Regions from separate parts of the Mus musculus genome. Here region 1 is linked to region 2. A link is a contact called in public promoter capture Hi-C data. All regions are on one chromosome and are shown on one strand. Each heading gives the region's core, a stretch centred on a gene start, on an enhancer-like site or on the middle of the called end of the contact. The rest is flanking DNA. Distances are from core to core; before and after follow the strand shown. Region 1 holds the start of Rfesd (Rieske (Fe-S) domain containing). Region 2 holds the start of Med10 (mediator complex subunit 10).

Region 1 (4,518 bases), core at 1,923-4,422, 6.2 Mb before region 2:
ATTCTATTACCCATTACAGCTTTCCCATCACTTAATATTAATACTTTCATAAAGATAAAGAAAAGTTTCTCTTTATATAGGTGTGTTTACTGGAGTGTGGAGTTGCAAACAGACTGAAGGACAATGGATCTAAAATATATATCCTTTTAAAATGTCAGATTGTGGACTGATGAGATGGCTCAGTGGTTAAGGACACTCACAGATCCTCTAGGGAATCTGGGTACAATTCCTAACATCCACATGGAAGCTCCCAACATCTTTAACTACAGTCCCAAGGAATTAAATGTCCTCTTTTGACCTCCTCAGGAATCAGGAATACATATAGTGCACTGACATGCATGTAAACAAAAGACTCATACAGATAAAATGAATTAAAAAAATAAAGATGTCAGATTAGGCTAAGCAAAAAAAAAAAACAAAAAAAAACAAAAACAAAAACAAAAACATTTCTAAATGAAATTCTTGTTTAATCATTTGGTGACACAAGCTATATCTGTGCTGTGCTCCATGTGTCACAAACAGAGACAGGGCCTGGAGAGAGCATTTTCTAGGAGCTTGTGCAGAGGACTCAGGTTCAATCCTCAGCACACATATGGTAGCTTACAAACACTTTTAATTCTAGTTTCAGAGGCTCTAATGCCCTCTTCTGACCTCTGACGGTGCCTACATGCCTATGGGTCACATATATATGTATATATACATACAGGTACACAAACAGACCCATAAAATAAATATTTTTAGAAATCAAGACTGCTTATAGATATAGCAAATATTATTTCAGTCTTTAATACTTTTTAAAGTGATACTTACCCTGTGTTTGATCAATGACGAAAAGGAACATTGTGGTGGTTTGAATATGATTGGCCCAGGGAGTGTCACTCTTAGGAGGTGTGGTCTTGTTGGAGTAGGTGTGGCCTTGTTGGAGGAAGTGTGTTTTTGTAGGTGTGGCCTTTAAGACCCTTGTCATAGCTGGTTAGAAGCCAGTCTTCTCCTGTCTACCTTTAGAAGAACATGTAAAACACTCAGCTCCTCCAGGCCCTTGCCTGCCTAGACACTGCCATGTTCCTGCCTTGATGATAATGGACTGAACCTCTGAACCTGTAAGCCAGCCGCAGTTAGGTGCTCTTTATAAGAGTTGTCTTGGTCATAGTGTCTGTTCACAACAGTAAACCCCTATCCAAGACAAACATTGTTCTATAAAATATCACTGGTTATCCTAAAACTATATAGTGAACAGAATAGTATGAAGGAAACTAACACTGAGCTATTATTCTGGACTTCTCTGTGTTTTACTTGTTGGGGCTCATTTTGTAAATATTTGGATAAGCCAGATATGATGGCACACACCTGTGAGTGCTGTGACTTGAGAAAACTTGGAGGGTGATTTGAGAGAATCATTTGAGCTCACAAGTCTGAGATCAACCTGGATAACACAGCAAAACTTTGTCTTGAAAGAAAAAAAATGTATGCAACACACCAGGATAAGTGAACAAGACCCCTGAGTCTCAGGTCCCCAGTCCTTTGGGGCACTGAAATCACTGTGTTAGTATGTTAAATACAGATTTCAACGTCCAATTTTGGATTCACAGTGTAATAATTTTGGAAGTTAGTGATCCTGTGAACATGATGAACATGCCTAGGGTCCACCAGATATTCTGTAAGAAATATGGAAAGGACCAACCCCACAAGGTGACACAGTACAAGAAGGACAAGGATTCTTTGTAAGCAGCGTTATGACAGGAAACAAAGTGACTATGGTGGACAAACTAAGCCTATTTTCCGCAAAAAGGCTTCTACAAAGAAGATTGTGCTGAGACTGGAGTGCATTGAGCCCAACTGCAGATCTAAGAGGATGCTGGCTATTAAGAGATGTGAGCATTTTGAATTGTGAGGCGACAAGAAGAGAAAGGGCCAAGTGATCCAGTTCTAAGCTGATTTTGTTATGAATAAAATCTTGACCTTTCACTCCCTCTGATTGCAGTTGGTCTTTCTGGGAGGGAAAAAATGAAAAGCTTTCAGAAATTAAAAAACAAAAATATATATTGAATCCTTTCTAAGATTTTTACTTCATTGATCTGGTATACTGGGCAAAGTTGCTTTGTTATTGTTTTTTGGTTTTGTTTGTTTTAATTCCTAGGCAGATCTAAAGCCTAGCCAAGATTATGAGCTATTGAATCAAAGGATCATTAATTTTAAAAAATCCTTATTATTCTGTGTGAGCAGGGACATGCATGCTACAGCATAGTTTGTTAAGTCAGTTCCTACATCATTAAATGAGCTCTGGGCTACAACTCAGGCTGTCCCGTTTACAAGCACCCTTACTCCATGAATCATCTTGCTGGCCTCTTTTTTCTTTTTTCTTTTTTTAAAGCAGGGTGTCTGTGCTGCCCAACACTTGGGTTCAAGTGATCAACTTCAGCCCGGGTTGTGGGCTCTATAAGAGCTTGCCACGTGCCAGTTTACAGAGAATGCTTGCAAACCAGTAAGACTCATTTAGCTTGCACCTCTGAGCATAAGTATGGGGAGTTCTTATTGTGTTGCTCTTAATGTAACACTGAAAGAGAAATTGAAAGTGAAAACACACCATCTCCCCTTAAATCTAGTAATTTTTAAAAGCTTTGGTATACACAAATACTTAACCTATTTGTATCTCAAGCAATGAGTTATTTGTGTTAAAGAGAGCATATTACACATGGGAGCCTGTATGGTGTAGTGTATGGAATTGGACCTTTGGGTATACAGTATATGGCTGTAAAGTTTTCCCATGTTCTAGGTATTATTTCGCTTAGGGATGAGATTGCTGAGTGCATTTAAAATTTGGATAAATTTAGAGTGAGTCCGATTATCGTTCTTTGAAAAAAGAAAAGAGAAAGAAAATGATGCACCTACTCATATCCCACAAGAGCTAGAAAAATTCCACAAACAGGACAGCAGCCTGATGGAGGGACGGGAGGGGAGCCAGTACTTCCTAGCACGTGACCCCTGCCCCGCCTCCTCACAAACTCGCGTCGCGCAGGCGCAGGACGCAGGGGCTGCGGGAGCTGGGTGTTGAGGGCGGGGCGAGGACCCCAGCACAGTAAGTTAGGTTCTCGCGGTGCGGGAATTGGGTGAGGGGAGCGGGGCGGAGATTTCTGGCACGCTGCTGCTTCCGGTCGGACACCGCCCGGGCCTGCACTTCCTGCGTCCGCTGGCAGCGGTTCCGAGTCCTCGGGTGTCTGAGCAGGGAGCGTTTGGACCCTCGTGGACTGGCATTGGCAAGAGCCTCAGTGAACTGTTCGCCTTGACAGTTGGGCCACAGCCGGGACCTGCAGCCATTTAAATAGGCTTTTCCGCACTTGTGCCATAAACTATGAAAGCGAATCCTTCTGACGTCCCACGCACCCCAAATATTCTCCTGGGATGGCCGTCGGGACGACTGCTGGTTGCCGTGCTGTCCCTAGCGCCGCTCAATCTAGCAGCTGCGGCCTGTCTTCTTAGCAAATAAAACTGGTTTGAGAACTGCTAAAGCCATGGGGGTGGCTACCAGCCTTGCTGCGCTTCCTGCGGTTGCACCCAGCTGTATAGAGTAGAGGTGCCTTAACGTGGTTGTCCTCTGCACACCCTATGATACAGGCCTCTTAGGAAGCAGTCCGGGATTCAGACGCTGGTGAAACGCCTTGTCATCTTTAATACCAGACATTGGCAGTAATTCGCTCAGCTGCACGGCTTCATTAAATTGGGCAAGTGTTTTACTTTAGATATTTGTGAAGACAATCTTGTACATTAGCATTCCTACATAAACATTCAGAACCATCTTTTCCGATACATGTGTGCACTGCGAATATAAAACTCTCTATACGTTTTTGCCGAACGGTTTTTGTGACTTTCAAGATGATTTTCTTTCAGGCCACATGTTTTTTGTTTTTTGTTTCTTTTCTTTTATAAATCGCTGGCTGCTAGTGACACGAAAGTTACACCAAGCAACATATGAGCTTACAGATATTTAATTTTGTGAGGAGTAATGAACATTTACACGCAAAGTGTCCAAGCGGTAGTGAAATGTAGCTAGTCAAATGTATTTATTATCATCAAACTGCTACTGACTAAAGCATTTCCCTTCCCTGAGCCTAAAAGCCAGGGTGTCACCCTGGAGATAAGCACTGTGATAATTTGTGGGCCAGGTCCCCACTCTAAGAGTCCCTGAGTCATTGCTCAAGAGGAGTGACACATGAGTGTGAGTACCTTTAATTTCATGTCTTTTGTCTTCAGTGACTTTATACTTGAATGAATTATCTACATTAGAAAGGTGTTTAAAACTGTCGGGGCCATCCACTTATCTAAAACAAATAGTTTTATATGGAATTCTCACTTTAAGAAATCTAATTTTAGGGATCTACGAACAACAAAACAGTTTTTATTTTTAAAGACAATGGTAGAACAGAACATTTTTTATTTTTATTTTTTTTTGTCAAAAACTGTATTAAAAATTATGTTCTCCAGCACTATAGCACTTTAAAAACAGTGATTTTGGAGGGAGAG
Region 2 (4,721 bases), core at 459-2,958:
TGGGGTACGTGGTTAGTTCAGAGGACAGCACAGCACACCCCTACACGGCACTGGCCACTGTGCTTCAATTCCTGAGGGTTAAAACGGCCAAGGTCAAGGACACCGGGGCAGATAACTGAGGTGGCAGCTGGGTATGAGATAGCCACGGGAACTGGATAAGAGAACAAGGCCAGTCACAGCAGGCTCTGGTCTAGGCAATGCGCCAGCTTGTTCCCATCCCACAAAGCCCTCCTTGAGGGGCAAGACCACAACTCTATACCTTAGTAAACATCCCAAGTGAGACACAATCCTGTACCCAGCTTTAAGAGACTGAACTGTGGGTAGAGATGGTTTCTTGGGCAGTCTCTCATTCCAGAAAAGGGTCTCCCCTGGGTGGGAACACAGAGAGGCGGCTTCCAGGTCCAGACACTAGAGGCAGGACTGGCCGTGTCTCAGCTAGGGCTATGCTGGCTTCCTTCTCCCAGATGAACCTGACTACCTGTCTGCTCTGCCTGTACCTTCATGTTACCTTCCTAACCCAGGAGCACCAGCACCAAGGCAGCTCAGTGGCTGGGATCAGAGGGAAGTCGGGAGACTGGCGCTAGCTACCTTAACAGGCTTCTTCCTCCCTAATGCTGCACACACCTGAACCCTTAATTGCCACGGGATTCTGGGGACACCTTTGGACTTACAAAATATGTTCAGATGCTTAATTTTTCCCTTCTAAACTCAGAAAGGAGGTGAAGAGAGAGCAGAGCTTTCTGGAGTGCATGTCACTGAATGGAGTTTCAGGGTAGACAGCGTGGAGAAGTGGGCTCCAGTTTAAGTGCAGTACCCACAGTCAGCAAGGAAAAAGCCCATCCCTAGTGGGTTGAACCTCGGCTCCCTCCAGAACCACTCCAGATCCCTGGAAAGTGTCCCATATATAAGCGGTGAGGCCTTCTCCTGAACACTGTGTTGTTTCCCTGTAGGCCATTCCAAGGCCTACACAAGATACTGTCAAGAAATCAACCCTCTGTGGTGGCCTTCTTCCACAGCGAGGCCTATGCAGCAGGTGGCTCAGGGCCCCCCTGAGGTGTGAAGTCAACCTCCCCAGTGCGGTGGGGTGGGGTGGAGTGTCCGTGGTGCCTACCTCCCCTTACGGCATCAGGGTAGTCCCAGACTGTCCTGTAGGGTCAGAGTGGTGCCAGCCTCCCCTGTGGGGTCAGGAGGGATCCTCCTCCCCTATGGGGTCAGGGTGGAACCGGCCTTCCACGTCCGGCCAGGATGGACCTAGAGCTACCTCTATCCCAGCGGGGTCATGACTGAGCCTCCTCTCCTGTGCGGTCAGATCCTCCTTCCCAGTGGAGTCAGGGTGGAACCGGCCTCCAGTGGGGTCAGGATGGAGCCCGTCCGCCCCGGTCAGGACGGAACTCGCCTCCCCTGTGAGGTCCGGTCAGGATAGAACCGGCCTCCCCTCGGGGACCCGGGATGAACGTTAGAGCCCCAGTGGGGTCCCCAAGGCCGGCGGGCAGGGGCTTCGCACAGACGCGCCGAGCCCTGCCGGGCCGTCACTCACAGCTTCTGGCTCAGCCCCGCCTGGCTGCTGGGCTGGAAGTCGCTGACGATGATGCCGAGCTGCCGAATGTTCTCCACGAACTTCTCCAGGTGCTCCTCCAGATGGTCAAACTTCTCCGCCATCGCCGGCTCCGCCCGCCTCTTAGCCTCAGCTCCGAGCGACTCCGGGTCCACAGTGCTCGCCCGCTTCCGGCTTCCGGAAGCCCACATCCGTTTCCTCGGGGGCGGGGCCTCCTGGGGGCGGGGCCCGGGCGCTATGGGCGGGGCAAGAGACGGGGTAAGCCTTTGAAGGGAAAACCCGCTTGGAAGCTTCTGAACTGTGTGTGTGGGAAATGTTAACCTGGAAAACACAGCAAAGGCATGTGTAAAGGGGCAAAAATGAAAACTCTTAGCTGGTACCTAGCTTTTCTCAGTAAAGAAAAAACAAGTCTCATCAGGGAAGTAAAGAAAGCTAGATTGAAGGACAAGAATTTAGATACAGTGGACCTTGTATGTTCATAATCTGGAAAGCTTGCGAGATGTAAGCAATTTTCTTTAAAAGATAATTATCTGGGCCCAGTGAAATGGTTCAGTGGGTGAAGACGCTTGCTGCTAACCCCGACAACCTGAGTTTGGTCTCCAGAATCCTACATGGCAGGAGGAGAGAACAGAATTCTATAAGCTGCCCTCTGACCTCCAGACAGGTACTGTGTCACAGGTATGCCCACACACGGCATACACAGACACACAATACATAATAAGAAAATGTATTTAAGTGGGAAAGTCAAAATAGAGCCATGCTTTTTAAAACTGGCCAGGAGACAACAATCACTTTCAAAAAGAAAAGAAAGAAGGAAAGAGAGAAGGAAAAAAGGGAGGGAGGGAGGGAGGGAGGAAGGAAAGAAGGAAATACCTAAGCCCTAGGTACTTTTCAACTCACTTTTTAAATTAATCAAACATTAAAGAACAAATTATTTCAAACTTCTGCAGACACTTTTAAGTGCTAGAAAAGGAACATTTCACAATTCAATTAAAAGGGGTGGTGAATTTGATATGAAAACCAGTCCTGAAGGACAAAAAGAAGAAATATAAGTAAGTCTTTCAACCTTCATGAAAGGAGAGACAAGGGGACAAGTGAGAGAGACAAATAGGGAGAATGGGGATGCCAAGGGATGTATACAGGTTCTCTGTGTTAGACTAACAGAACTTAGAGAGAGAGAGAGAGAGAGAGAGAGAGAGAGAGAGAGCGCACACGTAATATGAATTTATTAGAATAACTTATAGGCTGCCGTCCAGCTATTCCAATGGTGGATGGCAGTGAACAGAGAGTCCAAGAATCCAGTAGTTGCTCAGTTCAGTCCGTGACACTGGATGTCTCAGCTGGTCTTTGCTGGTCTTCAGTATACACTGGAATCCCAAAGAATCAGACTTTAATGTCAGTGAAGGAATGGATGTGCTAGCAAGGCAAGGGCAAGCAGGCAAAGAACAAAAGCTTCCTTCTTCCATGTCCTTATATAGGCTTCCAGCAGAAGGTGTGGCCCAGATTAAAGTTGCACCTCCCCACCTCACTATCCAGATCAAAGGTGTATGTCTTTTTATCTTAAAGGTTCAGAGCAGAAATGGATCCACCCACTTCAAACCAAGCAAAAACGTCCCTAACAGACACACCCTCTATTTCTGGATTCCTGTTCATTCCATATGTAGTCAAGTTGACCACCAAGACTAGCCATCCCAGCTCTCCAAATGCCCAGAACTGATATGTTGAATGCATGTATATTTAGTTTTATATATGTGGTGTTAGAGTGTCTGACAGGGTGTGTCAGGGGTGATATAGCAATGGCTGATTCATGGTGGAAAAACTGAGAATCCAGTTGCTGTTCATTCCGCGGAGCTGCATGTTTCTGCGCCCCCAATCTGTTGCTGGACTCCTGGGAGATTCCTGGAGAGCTATCAGGGTATGGTCTTCATTGGGATCTGAAGGTCATTGGATTTAGTATGGGCTCCGGCAACAGGAGAGATGAACTTGCCAGAGAGAGTGAAGGCAAGCAGGCAAAATTTTTCTTCCATGTCTTATAAGCTGTTAGTAGGTGTGACCCAGTGTATTAGTTAGAGTTCTCTAGAGTCACAGAACTTATGGATAGTCTCTATATAGTAAAGGAATTTATTGATGAGTTACAGTCTGCAGTCCAACTCCCAACAATGGTCAGTAGCAGCTGTGAATGGAAGTCCAAGGATCTAGCAGTTACTCAGTCCCACGCGGCAAGCACGCAAGGGAGCAAGAGTGAGACTCCCTTCTTCCAATGTCCTTATATTGTCTCCAGCAGAAGATGTAGCCCAGATTAAAGGTGTGTTCCACCACACCTTTAATCCCAGATGACCTTGAACTCGGAGATTTAATCTTCTGGAATCCATAGCCACTATGCCTCAAGATCTCCATACCAAGATCCAGATCAGAAACTTCTATCTCCCAGCCTTCGGATAAGGGTCACTGGTGAGCCTTCCAATTCTGGATTGTAGTTCATTCCAAATATAGTCAAGTTGACAACCAGGAATAGCCACTACACCCAGATTTAGGGTGCTTTCAAAATCTGATTAGTATCTCTGGGTATGGTAACATACACCCATGATCCCAGTGTGTGGGAGGCAGAGGAAGTCAGATCTCTGTGAGTTTGAGACCAAGCAAGATCATGGAGAGTTTCAGAACATCCAGGACTACACAGTGAAACCTTATCTCACAAAGGAAGAGAGAGGGTAAGACAGATAATCTCTAAGTGGGTGCCCAGCATCTTCGGTTTTAGTTTACTTCAAAGGCAGTCCAATTGACAACCAAGATTAGCCATCCCAAGTTCAGTCCTTGTCAACTTCACACATAATATCAACTCCTTATGTCATGCTTAATTTACAAAGGAAAACAATAACAAGGTCATAATTCCACCTGACATGTTGTAACTAGCCTAAGAACAGCTGCAAACACATATGTTTTATAACGTGGTACACTGTCCCTTGAAGCATGATGACTCAACTTACATGTGACAATATACATTTACAGCACTTGACTACTGATATCTTTAATCAATGTGATATTACATCATATGATAATGAAATCGAGGGAAATGCAAATATTAGCTTAATATATGTGTATGTGAAAGATCCTGGCAGAATGCAAAAGGACACAGAAGCCCTGAAATTGGCAAGATAGACGTCAG

The links. Promoter capture Hi-C pulls out the DNA fragments that hold promoters and counts their contacts.
Region 1: a contact with region 2 is called in a promoter capture Hi-C map of pre-B cells, with 11 times the contacts expected there. The contact joins the promoter of Rfesd here to the promoter of Med10 in region 2. A contact is called at or near these places in 1 of 39 promoter capture datasets (pre-B cells) and 1 of 484 Hi-C or Micro-C datasets (CD4 T cells).

The regions. Positions count from the first base shown.
Region 1 is chr13:76,017,216-76,021,733 of GRCm38.p6, reverse strand. It overlaps Rfesd (Rieske (Fe-S) domain containing), which reads left to right and starts at 3,172. Exons shown (of 4, transcript NM_178916.5): 1 at 3,172-4,213. It overlaps Gm52035 (a long non-coding RNA gene), which reads left to right. Exons shown (of 3, transcript XR_003950562.1): 3 at 81-383. It also overlaps the pseudogene Gm4165.
Region 2 is chr13:69,806,869-69,811,589 of GRCm38.p6, reverse strand. It overlaps Med10 (mediator complex subunit 10), which reads right to left and starts at 1,708. Exons shown (of 4, transcript NM_138596.2): 1 at 1,538-1,708. The coding sequence starts at 1,659.